Linked DNA regions of Sus scrofa: region 2 is linked to region 1. The links are chromatin contacts, called in public promoter capture Hi-C maps. All regions are on one chromosome and are shown on one strand. Each heading gives the region's core, a stretch centred on a gene start, on an enhancer-like site or on the middle of the called end of the contact. The rest is flanking DNA. Distances are from core to core; before and after follow the strand shown.

Region 1 (7,656 bases), core at 2,231-4,730:
TCAACATTGGATAAGATGAAGGTCTTATTCTCTAAAGTAGATTGTAGGAGATAAGATGATGGAAACTTCTCTCAGGAAAACTGACAGCACAGACACCACCAACTTTATTCAGAGCCCTTCTTTTCAGCTATTTGTATGTGGTTTCCACAACTAGCTTTTACTGCCTAAAGGAGTTAAAGGGGAGAAAAAAGCTCTTACACTCACAAGAAGCTTTCTGCCTCAATATTCATAACTATTATACAAAACTACACAGTTTCAGGGCAGTGACATGGTATCTTTAATCTCATTTCACAAACAGGAAAAAAAAAAAAAAAAGGTACAGAGCAATAACGCCAAGTGTAAAGTTAACTTCACAACCCTCAGGCTGCCCCTCAACCTGTCTTGCCTCATGCGGTAAGCTGAATTAAGCTCTCAAGGCCAAGTATTGGTATGTACAGCCTAAGAAATTCTACACATACCAGCAGATGGATGAATTCTTTCTTGAAGTAGAAAAAGAATCAGAAATGTCACCAAGTCACACCAAATACAATCCAGTTTGGTCAATCATTTCCAAGTGGGATTCTTGCCAAATTTTTGCACCAAGCCAAATTTTTAAAAATGGTTTTCAAAAAATGTCTCACTAAGGATATTGTAACTTTTTAAGCCAATTTCCAGAATCAATCTGGGTCTCACTAGGCCATTAAGTGTTCAAGTTTCATCTTTTTAAAAATATTACATTCAATCTCTGCATCTTTTCCAGGCATTATAATAAAAATTTCTTTCTCAAGGAGTTGAGAAAAAAATTGTGTTGACACCATAAATTTGACTTACTGATATTAGAATTGAAATTTCTACAGCTTTTAACATTTCATCGCTACATCATGGACGATTTTCTGAGCTTTCATTCTAAAAACACAGAATTTAGGAGTTCTAATTATGACAGTAACCCCACTAGGATCCATGAGGATGCACGTTTGATCCCTGGCCTCACTCAGTGGGTTATGGATCTGGAATTGCAGTGAGCTGCGGGTGTAGGTCACAGACTCCACTCGGATCTGGTGTTGCTATGGCTGTGGTGTAGGCCAGCAGCTGCAGCTCAGATTTGACCCCTAGCCTGGGAACTTCCATATGCTGCAGGTTCAGCCCTAAAAAGCAAATAAGTAAGTAAGCAGAATTTAATTTTTCAAGTATGCCTTCCATTTGATGAAGTGAAATTTTAGTTCAGAAAACGCCGATATAACTAGTTATTTGTTCCAATCTATTAAGTACATTCACCAAATAATCACCTTAAAGGGCCTTCAGTAAATGTATTCTTGACACCATTTTACTTTGCCATATACAATTATTTGAATATATGTGATGTATAAATAAAAATATGAAATAAAAAGATTACTCTCTAAGATAGATTGGAAGTCCCTCTAGGTCAAGGAATGTATTCTACATCTGTCTTTTAAAAGCACATAGCACAATGCATTGCACAATACAGGAACTTATGAATTGCCTATTAAATCAGCAATTCATGAATGACAGGCCATAGCTATTTAACTTCAAATCTAAAGCTGACTTTCTTAGTCTATTTATTTGCTTTCTTCATAAAGTGCACAGAGTGGGGCTAACAATGCTTCTTGTGCCTGTGATTGTAAACTGAAAATTTACAAAAAATAGAGCACATATAGTTTGAGCTAAATGTCTGAACTTATTTTACTAAAATAAAACAGTTCTACTTTCTGAACTGTTAAAATTAAAAGCAAATTTAAATTTGCACTGGAGTTCCTGCTGTGGCCCAGTGGAAACTAATCCAACTAGTAACCATGAGGTTGCAGGTTGGATTCCTGGCCTAGCTCAGTGGGTTAAGGATCCTTGGATCCCTGGCCTAGCTCAGTGGGTTAAGGATCTGGCATTGCCTGAGCTGTGGTGTAGGTTGCGGACAGACCTCGGATCCTGCACTGCTGCGGCTTAGGCCAGAGGCTGCAGCTCTGATTCCACCCCTAACCTGGAAACCTCCATATGCCGCGGGCACGGCCATGTAAAAAAAAAGGTAAATTTGCACTTAGAATGGAAAAGCGATTGTAAAGATTGGCAAATATCTGAAGCAAGCACAGTTCTTATTTCCAAAGACTTGTGCCAATAACGATCTTTTGCTATTTGAAATCCTGTGACCACAGAAATAGGAAAGGTCCATAGCTTTGTACATCGGGTTGGGTGAGGAAGAGACGATTTCAACTCTGAATATTAATAATCAGATCCAGAAATACAAACAAAGCTATTGGCCAAATCATCTAAAGAGACATAATTATGTCTCACACGAAGGACCACAACTCAGAGAATTAGAACACTGGACATGCCGTCAGGCACCTTTATGAGACCAGATACAATGGCTCAAAATTAAGTAATACACTGAGATCATCCCACCGGATCGTCACAAGGACCCTCAGCGGTGGGAAAAGCAGACCCGCATTTCACAGATGAGAACGTAAGGTGTCCAAAAGGATCGGGTACAAAGGCTACACCCAACAAAGGTTGGGTGGCTGAAAGCAGGCTTAAATTCCCATTTTCCAAGTATCTAAGTAATGGATACTTTCCATCTGGCCTCTGCGATCGCCCTTTGCCGGCGTACAGGGCCGGCAAAACTGCAGGGAGGAGAGCAGAGCTGGGCAAGGACGCGAGAGAAGAGGAGAGGGAATTTCCATAGCTGCCCGGCACTCGCTGATAATCAACTCGGGTCGCTACTTGGCTCCAGCCCTTCTGCCCTCCCAGCGGCCCCAGCTTGCACCCCAAACTTGTCTCAGGGGAGGGCGGGAACCGGGGAGCCTTTCTCCACAGTACGGAGAGTTCCCCAAATTGAGAAAAGAAACGGCGAATGAAGAATTTTACCCACAGGATGAGGCGCAAGGAGAAGTGCGAAGGTGAGGACAGGACGGGAGGCTGACCCCTCACTACTAGCCAAGGCTGTGGCGGTGCCAAGGGGGACTCAGAAAGATAGACTAGAAGTTCCCGAGACCCTCCCTGGCCGCGGCTCTGGAGCCCGCGCGACCCCAGCTTCCCGGGAGGAAATCAACCACCGCCTCGGGCGCCGAGAAGCGGAGGGAGCTGAGGCAGCACGATCCCCCGTCCCGGCCCAGCATCAGCCCAACTTCCTTAGCCCCCTTCCCGGCTCCCACCCTCACCCTTGCCTCGACCGCCCGCGGGTTGCGGCAGCGGTGGCGGCCACGGCGGCCGCGGTACTAACCTGCGCAGCCCCGGGCACAGTCCGGGACGGAAGCGGGAGCCTGCGGGCGGCGGAGCGGAGGGCGCGGCGGGCGGAGTTAGTTGGTAGGCTCCGGCTCTCTGGGCGGGGAAAGGCCGAGCACGCGGCGGCCTCGGCGGAGGGGGCTCTCTCCTGGAGCGCGCGGGGCCCAACCCCGTCCGCAGTTCGCCCTCGGATAAGGGGTTCAGCTCCCAGTCCCTCCCCGCGGGGCGGCTCCGCTGTTGCCGGCCGCCCCCGAGCCCGCCCCGTGCTCGCGCCTCCGCTCCGCCCCTGCCTCCTCGGGCGCGGGGGCCGCGGGGGTTGGGAAGGAGGTCCCCGCAGAGTCAGCTCCCGGTCGCGCGCAGCTTCCCGAGGTTTCCCTGCGGGATTCGCTGTCCTGGGTGTTTGGACTCACGTGTGGGCAGTAAGTGGCCGAGAGCTGGAACTATCGCCGGGGGAAGGGGGTCAAGGCCCGGCCTGAAAGTCTCCCTTTGCTCCGCCCGAGTCCCAAGTCCCTAAAAGCAGCCCTGCCAGGTGGCCACGCCGGCTGCCCGGAGAGAGGCCGAGGAAAATGTCGGACTCTCCCTCCGCCCAGCGCGGGGCTAGGAGGATATTTCCCAAGAGAATCAAGGACCCCCTACCTCCTGTTCCCGCCGCAGGTTGGGGGACTCCCGCAAAGAAAGTGTGCGGAACCGGCCAGCGGGGCACCGGGGTTGAACCTGTGGAAAAAGTGCAATTTCCTTTCTGCCCAGTCGCTGGATTCTGGCCACCTCGCTCATGGCTTCGAAGTGCTTTCCTGCCCTCACCCCAAGCCTGGCGCCAGAAACCCCCTTTCCTAGCTTGGCTTCCCACCTCTACGTGTTCCTTTTGCGAGGCCTTTTTTCAGCTCGCAGTGCGCTCAACGCGCACACTCTTAGCGCTTCACCCCTAAACTGCAGGCAGGGAGCCCAGAAATCAACTCCCTCTCTACCTCATCCCAAAGCAGGGCAAAACAGGGAGCCACGGAGTTGGTAAGTTCCAGCCGAAAAGGTTTATACTCAAGTGGCTTGGTGCTGTGCTTTACTGACCCCACGCACAAACTGATACGCGTTTAATTCAAGGGCAGGTGTTTGCTACTGCCTTTACTTCCCCTCAGGTAACCTCTAGAGTGTGTTCAACGTGACTTTTCATTCCCCAAACCAGCCACTTCGCATCTTCCAAAATCCTATCCTCCTTTCCCCAACTTCTCCCAACCAAACGACCGGCAAGGATATCCAGCTCAGTGTTCTGGTTTTTCCAGGCGCTTTTTCCTTCTGCAGCCCTTGGTTTGGGGGATGGGGGTCGGTAGCGTGAGAGGAGGGATGCTGAAGAAGATGAGGTAGAAGCCAGTGGAAGGCAAGTAAGGAAAATGAGAACCTACAAAGAGCGAGAGAGGCTGCAATGAAGGAGGCAAAAGCCCTCCAGCCATAGAGGAACTACCAGAAAGAAAATTCATTTCTCTGCAGGGAAAACAACGATGCTTGCATTGGATAGATTGGAATATCTGGACTGCCTCCCATAAAGAATTTTCAGCCAGAGATGGAGAGTCAAGGATACACTTCAGGACCTAGCGCATGCCTTGACCCGCCCCTCTTCCCAACCTAAATTCCACAGAAGGCTGATGATGCCAAGCTCTGGCCAGCGATGAGAAATTCATTCTGTAGTGATGTTAGCTGACAAATATAAGAAAACAGAGCTGGGTCTTTACAGTGGATGGGAAGTTATTTTGTTTAGGCATCCCCTGAGGTACTTCTCTCTCCTGGCCTGAGCTATTACCTAAAACAAGCAGTTGGACCCTCTCTTAAGTAAGAAATCACTTTTGGTGAGAAGAGAAGGAAATGGTGAGGGACAGAAGTCCTAAGACTGGTGATTGTTATTTTTAAGTTCAACTCAGTTCATTTTTATGTCAAGGTAATTTTCTTGTTCAGTGGGTGACCACCTTTCTACCTTAAAATGCAGGAGAATGAGGGACACTTCCAAAGGTACTTGATGGCAAACTTCTCTCACACCCTCAATGTCTTGGTGGGCGTGGCTACAGCCTCAGCTGTGCTGACCGAGAGCCAGTGTGCCTGAGGAAGCTACCACCAAGCCTGGATGTCAGACGTTACAGCCTCAGCACGTCCTACCCTGTGTGCAGTCCAGCCACTGAGTGCACAAGCATAATGTGTATTCATGAGTGAAGCCAAACTCGCCCACCATTTCGCAGGTGAGAAGTCTCCTTTCTCCTGGCCTCAGGGCTCCACCCACCTGAGGCTGGTTCTACACTCTTGAAGTGTCATTACAAAACCAGTCCTGAGTGTTCCAGTTTTTCTGTTACAAAGACTACTTCCAATTTAATTATAAAATCTCCTTTCCTTCCCATATTTCCTCTAGAGCAAAAAAAGGCTAAGCTGTTGAAAGTTCAAGGGGCTAGAAGAGACTTGCCTGAATAAAAAGTTTCTCTTCTCACTAGAAAAAAAATCGTCTCTGAAATGGAACCTTATTAAACTTAAATCCTTTCTGAGTATGGTAATCGCCCTGTATCTATTAGTTATTTTAATTTTATATCAATAATGGACTTTTACGGAAACTCACAGACATAGAAAACAGACTTGTGGCTTTCAAGGGGGAGCAGGGGAAGGAATAGGATGGACTGGGAGTTAGGCGTTAGTAGACGCAAACTATTACATTTAGAATGGGTAAGCAATGAGGTCATACTGCATAGCATAGGAAACTATATCCAATCTCTTGGGAAAAAAACATGACAGAAGATAATATGAGAAAAATAATGTGTGTGTATATATGCATGTATGACTGGGCCACTTTGCTGTACAACATAAATTGGCACAACATTGTAAATCAACTTAATTAAAAAAATATGTGCAAGGGAAAAAAAAACCTAGAATCTTATTGTGAAAAGCGTCCAGTTAGTTGATAGGGATAAAGAGTCTAGTTTTCCCCAAGGAAAAATTCTGGTAGCCCTCCTGCCTCCGAAGAATTGAGAGAGTTTATTTACAGGCAGCAGAATTGGTCTCAGGCAGTGTTAAAAGTAGATGCAGGTGGACATTCTCCTATAAACCTCCCCTTTTCTAAATGTGCCTTCATAGCAGCCTTTTTCACCTAACATTGCCAGTTCTTCAAGCCAATTCACCTCACACAAAACTGTTGGGGTCTCAGATACTATTGCCTACTAGTGTTTGTTTTGGAAAAGAGTAGCATTTGAGCACAAATAACAGAGTAAAGGAAGATCCATGGAGACTCCTTCCTGTACTCCTTATTTTTAAATTTTTCTGGTGGTCATTTCATTGTAAAGATGAATCTAATGGACAGAACTTATCCTGGGCAGTTTGGGGAATGTGCTGGCCCATAGGCTTCCCTGAAAAGAAATAAAAGTATACCCTTTCTCATTAAACAGCACTTCAAATAAGATATAAGAGCTCCCAACTTTTATTGAGAACAGGAAGTTACCTTCAAATAGTAGAATAAGACTCAAATTGGTTAAATCAAACAGTCAAATTTGCTTATGCATATTCAGAACGATGAGAGAAAATATTAATTTCAATTTACTAGTCATAAAAAGCACCTTGTGGGCCACATAATGAATAGCCCCATGTTAAATTAGTAATATATGTTTGCTCTTTCGCAAATAAATTTTCCTCTGAAATATAGACATCTGTCATGGAGTCAATTATCTTGCACAGCATGTGCTATAAAAGCACATAAAAGAAATAATAAACTACATTGCTTATTTGAAAGTGATCAGGAATATGTAGCTCCATGCTGGCATGTCTTTAATTTCATGGTGTTAAGAAAAAACTACAGGAGTATGAAATAGCAAACCCTTTCCTACTGGAGTACTAATTCAATTACCTATCATGATATATATAGGAGGAAACATTTTTCCCATTCACTGACAGAAATTCTATGGGACTATTTTCTTGTCTTCCTCTACTAACCCTTGCAGAGAAAACGTGAATATGAAGTTTCCTTTGAAAACAAAGGGATCGCCACACTCTGATCAGCTCTGGGGTGTACAGAAGAACAAGACTGGAACTGGCATTCTAAGGACATAAATTATCATTTAAATGAGGCTAGACTCTTATGAAATTTATGCATCAGACCTCAAGATATGAAAAGTGCAATAAGAGGTAGTTAGGCCAAGTCCAACTTCCTTGATGTAATGCAAATGTGAAACCTTTCTCTCTTTCTTTTCTTGGGCAAACTCCCACTCTCCCCTCTTTCACTGCATGATGCACACATAAATAAATTACCAAAATATTTTTCAGAAAGCTCTGCCAGGTTAAGTGCACAGAGCCTTCTCAAGTACTTCAAATTACTTTCTCTTGTCGCACTTTAAAATAGACTTGAAAAAAAAATTTTTGAGAGGAATATTTTAATAGCTTCCCAGAGAGTAGAATGTGTTATCATTATAGTACAAAGGGCATCATTCATTT
Region 2 (7,656 bases), core at 3,690-6,189, 340 kb before region 1:
CGTCCGTTCCTTTGAAATATGGTACGCTTCAAGAGGATGAACATTTATTAAACATTCCTACCTGATAAATTCTTAATTTGTTAATCCAGAGCCTCCCACCATGAAGAAACAGCAGAAGTATGCCAAAAATTGCCTTAGCTTTTATGGCAGCTGGAACCCTTGGCCAGATGCTTCCAGCACCATTCTCTTCAGTTTCTCCTGGAAACACTGTACAAAATACTATTCTTTTTTATGCATGCTCTAACATGAAAAAGGTTGGAAAGCAATGATGACTCTGTGATTTAACAATATCCTCAACAATCTGGGATGAGATATTTTCCTTATTTTATGAATGCTTGCAGTACATAGATAAATGTTCATCATTTGATTATAAATGAAGTCTTGAAGCTCAGAAAATTGAAGAAATTTGACTATAATCACACAGCCAATAAGAGTTATAAACAAAAGGCTATCAGGATCACTTAAGAGTAAAATCAGAACTCCATTATCCTTATCATAACATTACACATATTTTGAAAATCATTATAAAATTTAAAGTATGAAATAAATCTATTTTTGTTCCCTCCCTACCCAGGTGGTATATATGTTGTGTACAAGATGAAATTTTATGCATATGATAGGATATCCAGGATTTTTTTTTCCTTTTTAACTACCACAAGTTTTGTTTTAGTAAGATAAGACAAAAATAAAAAACATGTATTATAATTATTTTCTTTTTCTTTTTATTAGTGTTGATTTACAATATTGGGCCAATTTCTGCTCTATAGCAAAGTGACTTGAATATACATATGTATATTCTTTATCTATCTATATTCTTTTCTTATATTCTTTTCCACCATGGTCTATCGCAGGAGATTAGATATAGTTCCCTGTGCTATACAGTAGTACCCTGTTGTTTATCCATTATAAATGTTTGCATCTACTAAGCCCCAAATCCCTGTCCATCCCTCTCCCTCCCCTGCTCGCTACCCAGGAGATCCAGAGCATTCTAAATGGACTGCTATTTCACTTGGACCTCTGACAACTAAAGTAAACATAGCATATGCATCTCCACTTTATTCAGCATTTTTATCAAACTACATCCTCTGTCATGAATTCTAAAATAGCCAACTATTTGGCCATAAAGATATTACATTACTCAAACACCAAAACTAAATCTTTCTTATCTTTAAGGCTTTCTATAGCAGTAGTCCCATAATGGACTGGCTACATCAGAATTATGTGGGACACCTGTAAAAACTCAAGTTACTCAACCTACTACAAATTTTCTACAGCTGCATTTTTTAACTAGATAATCTATATTTTAACATAAGCACGTGCACACACATGGGTAAACTGTTTAAATTTAGTAAAAAGGACAAATACCTCTTAAATCTGATTTCTAAACTTGAAATTAGTACCATGCCACTAAAGAAGTCACACTCAAAGCATAGGTTCTCAAACTCTAGAATGCATCAGAATCACCTGGAGGGCTTGTTAAACTACTAAACTAAAAAGTCTGGAGGTGGGACCGGATACCCTGCTTTTCTTTACATTTCAAGGTGATGTTTGCTAATGCTGCTGGTGTGGAAATCACACTGAAAACCACTATTCTAGACTTTGATAAAAACAAAGCTTTTTCTGATGTTGCTTAGTTCTGTCTTTAAATTACTGAACCTCTCTAGCCACCATTTGTAAAATGGAATGATAAATCTCAGATGTTTTGAAGGTTAAATGACATGCAAAACCAGAGCAATTAGCACATGATAAGCACTGAGTAAATGCTAGCTGTTTAAATACCTAGTCAGCAGCTGTTAGAATTAAGACAGAGATTGCTGATCTAAACAGGTTCAGAACAAACAATGTACCAATTTTCCTCCCCTGCAATGATGCCACAGAAATTCCTCTTTGCTACTGTTGCTGTTAGAGAACTTATTTTCCAGTCTTAACACACAACTTGATACTATCTCTTTCACAGCTTTACTGGTCATGGTCAAAACTACCCAATCCTTAAAATGACACTTTTTCATCTATTGTGATGATCCCATCAGCATCCATTGCTTACCCAGAACACAGACACCTAACCAGTTTTCCTGAAATACTAAAAGCATTTTCCAGTGGAAACATTGTTAAAACTGGTGACTTTGTTCTAGGGCATTATACTATAGCTACATAAATAGTCTTTTCCAGGCAGGCAAAAGTAACCTAACATCATTTATAAGATTGTTTATGCGGGAGTTCCCTTGGAAATGAATCTGACTAATATCCATGAGGATGCAAGTTTGATCCCTAGCCTGGCTCAGTGGGTTAAGGATCTGGCGTTGCTGTGAGCTATGGTATAGGTCACAGACCCACTAGGATATGGTATTGCTGTGCCTGTGATGTAGGCCAGCTCCAATCAGACCCCTAGCCTGGGAACCTCTACATGCCACCAGTGAAGTCTCCCCTCCCCAAAGAATAGATTATTTATGCAAAAAAGCTCATACCAAGTTCCATATAACCTTCAGATTGATTTTTTTTTCCTTTATCAAAAGATTATGCAGCACATTCTCACTGAGACTGCCTTTCTATCTGGTACCCACGACTCTCCTTCAAAGTTCCTATTTTTCTTTCAATTACCAACTGGAAAGTGCTCAGTGAATTTTTTTTTTTTTTTTTTTTTTTTTTTGCCAGCCATCGTGCCTCTGCCAACCTCCAAACACATCAGCTCCCTCTTCCATCTTCTATGCTCCAAACAATTTTGAATCTATCTTTACAAATATGTTCCCATCAGAGTCACGGTTTTCCTCCCCAAATTTTCACAATGAAAATTTCAAATATTCAGAGAAACCGAAAGAATAGTTGACTATAAACACCCCTGTACCCACTAGACTCAACTGCTAAATTTTGCCATGTTTACATTCTCTCTATGCACATGCATATATACATATTTGCTATACCATTTGAAGTTGTAAACATCAATATATCTCATCTCTAAATACTTTAATTTGCTCTTGCATAACCACAGTATCATTTCCACTTGAGAAAATTAGTGGCTCCACAATACAATTCATTTGTAGTTGCATGGGAGCTTTTAGAGAACAAGGATCTCATCTGTATATTCACAATACTCAACTGGTGCATAGCACTTATTTGGGTGATAAATAAATGTTCCACCGACTGTTAAGTTTAATACCCTCACAATAACTACCCTGCAAGTCACGAGTTTAAAACTTGAACAGCAAGCTTTGATTGTAAAACCTGCCTCTACCATCACTTTAATCACTTGCTTTAAACAAGCCTGTGCAAGTTTAAGTATTTTGATTTCTGAACTGTTTATTTCTGCATCAAAATACTGAAGCTCCATGAAGACAGAAATCATGTCTGTCTGCTATGAGACACCTAAGTAGGCATAACAAATATTCTTCTAATGAATACTTTCAGCCATGGGAAATGTAAGTGAAGAACAGGAAACAATGAAGCATAATGGTAGGACAATGGCAATGTAATAGTTAAGAATACAGATTTCGAAGTCTGAAAAATGTGGTTTCTGACACAAGTTCAAATGTTCACTAATAGCACAAATTTACTAGGGCAAGGAAAGTGACCTAAGCCTCAGTTCTTATCTCTGTAAAATAAGAATAAGAATCTAATACACCTCATGTAACTGTTGAGAGAAGTACGTGAGAAAATAACGTAAATCACTTGCCACACATAAGACTCAATGAATATAGCAGATTTCCTCATTTTTTTTTCTGCCGAAATAAAAACTTTTTCACTAACAGTTTTCAGTAACAAATCAAAACCATATTCCAGTGTGGAGCAAGGATGCTAGGTGCTAAAGTCAGCGAGGAAGCTTCCTACTTCCACAGTTAAACCTTTCAGCACGCTAAAGCCAAAACTAGCATTATCTACAGGACTCCAAAGGGTGCAAACTCCCAGCAAGTGGTCGAGAACCTAGTAAATGAGATCCAGTGGTCACCACTCTCTTCCCTTTCCCTCGAAGAGCGCGAGGATGCAACACTCTCCAATTGATTAGGTGTCAGTAAGCCGCAGCCTCTTTCCTTACTTTGGAAAGCTGCAACGGACGGGGCTTTTGGTCTCTTGAACTGGGGTAAAGGGAAACAAGAAGCAAGCAGAGGAACAAAGACTCTGAGGAATGAAAATGAAAACGGCCATCTCTACCCACAGCAGCCCCCAAACTTGAGATTGCCCACTTTGGTGGAGCGCGACCACAGCCTGATGTACTAGCCAGAAACTCGGCAGTTCCCTCCGAGCTAAAATGAAACCTCCGGTAATCTCAAACCCACGAAATGGAAATGGGAAGCAAAGCAGGAGGAGGACAAATTAAAACGCGAAAAGACCCTCGAGATTGTCCTGCCACTCTTCCACGCCCATGCTGCCTGCCGCTCTGGCACAGGCGCTTAGGAAGAGCGCGTGTCTAGGCTCCGCCAAGCGCAGCAGGAGACAAACCAGCTGCCCAGCAGCGGCCGCAAACCTCGAAGGACCAGGTTCTGCATCTCGATTCTCCTTCGGTCCCGGGGCCCTCACCTGCCACTCCTGCGGTCGCCACGCGAACTGCGGGAGATGACCAAGCCCATTCAGGTCTCGGTTTGCCCTTTAATCCTGGAGTCAGGAATGAGGTGTTGGTCAAAAAGACTCCGGCTATTAGCTGAATGTAGGTCTTCTCTCTTCAAAAGAAGCTGAAGAGCCACAAAGACGTACTGCATGGCACTCTTACATTTGGCGAATACTGGTCACGCCTCTTCCCCGCCCGCCTGCCTCGGGTCTCACACAGAAACCTCACCGGGCGGAACGATTTCCGGCAAGAGCCAAGAGATCCGCCTAACCCTTTCTGGCCGTGCTTCCAAGGCCCCCCATAAAAAACTCCCTCTCTTAACCACACGGGTAGTTCCGCTTCCGGCAGCACCAGATAAGTCGCGAGAGGAAGCTTAAATCTTGACGCTTGCGTTTAGGACCACTTCGGTGAGTGGTCGTTCTGGTGTGTTCACAGCTGATGATTTTTAAAATGAGGCGTGACTTGACTAATTTCAAAACTATTCGCGTCAACTAGTTTAAGGAAGGGTTTAACTGACTTTGTGGAGCTTGCGCAGGCGCCCTTGAGACGGGAGGGCCTTTATGGGGCGTTGAGTGCTGGTGCCAGCAGAGTAGAAAAGGGACGTTGTCACGCTTGGGGAGGTGCCTACTAGGTGTGATCGAGTTTTACTTATTGGTCGTCTTGCGTATGCTGAGTTAAGCAGGACCTTGCCCTTAAGAATTAGTTAACGAGTAGCCAAAACGCTCTGGAAATGCTCCTTCAATTAAAGTAACATCCGAAACTCTGAGCAAATTCAAAAGTTGCGTGCTGCAGTTGACTGATAATAAACCATTGTCCCTGTTACTTCATCATGAACGTCCTTTAATCTGAAATGTTACCCTTTTGCCCCAGATTATAGTTTACTGTGGCGGGGAGAAACGCGAATTTAAGGGATAATCTTGTCCTGTAGTTTTAAAGGAAAATTACTGTCTGTGGGTTTTCTTTAGGCATTTCGGAACCGAAGTAGAGAATTTTAAAAACGAGAATTCATTTATCACCTGGCTTCATGTATATGCATATGGAGATAAAGGCATTTTTGTTAAACGAATTTGCACGTTGAAGTGGATTATAGGGAAGTGCCTTGTGTAATGAGATTTCTCAATATTTTTCGTTACATGAAATTTTGCTCGTCCCTCCCTCAGAGTTAAAATAATTCAGAAGTAAAATTAATGATCCCAAGTGAACATGTTTATTGAAATGGTACAGATTTTAAGTTTTAAAGTTGGAACACATGCTTATTATAACCTTTTAGAGGCTTAAATTGGTAGCCTTGATGGGTTTTGCCCTTGGTGGAACACAAGTTAAATCTTAATTTTATTTCAAATGGTACTTAACTGCCTTTATTGCACACACAAGATAAAATTATTTATATTTACACTTACAGTAAGTATTCATGGATTTCATTTAATATTGTACCAGGGACTTACTGTTAAAAGCTCAACCAAATTTGATCCTGACATTTCCTCTTGCAAAATTAGGAGCTGTAATTGGCCACCTTCACTGCCTTTTCTTATTCCTACATATTTTAATACACGAGTAATTATTTTTTAAAGAATTCTTGAAAATATGAGCATATCCAAAAAAGTGTAATGTAATCTTCATTTTTATAACTCAAGCTATTTAATTCTCTCTTGTAAATGATAACTTTTGTTTAATAATATTTGGGAATAGGAAGATATTTTACTTGACTGAATAATAGAGCTTAAAGCCATTTTCTCATATTAACTATGCCACTGGGTCGTTTCTAGGGACCAAAGAGTGAATGTACTTTTGAAAAGAAAAGAAAAAAAAGCTAATCATTATTTGTTATTCCTGTATGTAAACACCCAACATCAGCAGGAAACTAACCTTCTACTTAGAAGGCTATATTTTTTGTGAACTGATTTTTCTTTCTTACGATTTTCCTATTTATCCTTGTCATTTGTCTTTACTGCCAGAACCAGAAGCTTGTGAACTCCTTTAGACTATAAGCTCATTCATTATAAAGTACACAACTCTTGATTCTTCTGAGTTTCGCTTTTAGCAGTAAAACATAAATAAAATTGCTGTAAAACATTAATTGCTGTTAATGGAAGGAACAAGATTTTAAACTTTTTTTCTCGAAGGTAAAGAGTTTGAGACAAGAAAGATTTTCTGTTACTTTGAATAGCTTTATACAGATGATAATAATACTCAAACGTTTTAACAGTAATTAAATATTGCTTTATTATTTGCAAAGAACTTTTCAAATTCATTATCTCATCTAGCCTCATAATTGTGAAAAGGGAAGAATAAGTATCATTTCCTTTGTCAAACATGGATACTGAGACATAGGTAACTGTCACATGCTAAGAAATTCTGACTCCTAAAATCCAGAGCTTCTTAGACATGCACTACTTGTGGTACCATATACATGCAAGTGAAGTAATGTTTTGTGAAGTGAAGTAATAATGACCTTTGGAAAGTGTGCTGTTTTTATTTTATTTATTTATTTATTTATTTTGTCTTTTTGCCTTTTCTAGGGCCGCTCCCGTGGCATATGGAGGTTCCCAGGCTAGGGGTCTAATTGGAGCTGTAGCCGCCGGCCTACACCAGAGCCACAGCAACGCGGGATCCGAGCCACTTCTGTGACCTACACCACAGCGCTCGGCAACACCGGATCCTTAACCCACTGAGCAAGGCCAGGGATCGAACCTGCAACCTCATGGTTCCTAGTCAGATTCGTTAACCACTGCACCACGACGGGAACTCCAAAAAGTGTGCTCTTTTTAAATTCAGTACTACTCCTATCAAAAGTGCACGTAATTATTCATTTTTAAATAGTTGAGTGTCCACTGTGTCCCAAATACTATGTGAAACAGTATAAAAATTAAAAATTAACAAGACCTTCTCATTCCTCATTTATAATCTAAATTTTTTATTACAAAATCAGTTTGTAACTTTTCTAGCAGAGGCCTGAACCAAATATTCTGAAAGCTGAGAATGACAAATAATTAAATTATTATACAGGGGCAAAAAGACCAATATGAAATTTGAAGCAACAGAGAGACCAAGTTTAAATGTCAATCCATGCACTCACTAACTGTGTTGCCTTGAGTAAATAGGATAATCTCTGAACATTC

What was found. Promoter capture Hi-C pulls out the DNA fragments that hold promoters and counts their contacts.
Region 2: a promoter capture Hi-C map of liver shows a contact between it and region 1, with 5 times the contacts expected there. The contact joins the promoter of PPIP5K2 here to the promoter of PAM in region 1. A contact is called at or near these places in 2 of 5 promoter capture datasets (fetal liver and liver), 3 of 47 Hi-C or Micro-C datasets (heart right ventricle, liver and skeletal muscle) and 2 of 2 datasets of contacts at active chromatin or transcription factors (alveolar macrophages and skeletal muscle).

What each region holds. Positions count from the first base shown.
Region 1 is chr2:108,251,747-108,259,402 of Sscrofa11.1, reverse strand. PAM (peptidyl-glycine alpha-amidating monooxygenase) reads right to left here and starts at 3,480. Exons shown (of 26, transcript XM_021084557.1): 1 at 3,209-3,480.
Region 2 is chr2:108,594,016-108,601,671 of Sscrofa11.1, reverse strand. It overlaps PPIP5K2 (inositol hexakisphosphate and diphosphoinositol-pentakisphosphate kinase 2), which reads right to left and starts at 4,939. Exons shown (of 30, transcript XM_021084580.1): 1 at 4,510-4,939. It overlaps GIN1 (gypsy retrotransposon integrase-like protein 1), which reads left to right and starts at 2,655. Exons shown (of 8, transcript XM_005654992.3): 1 at 2,655-4,944.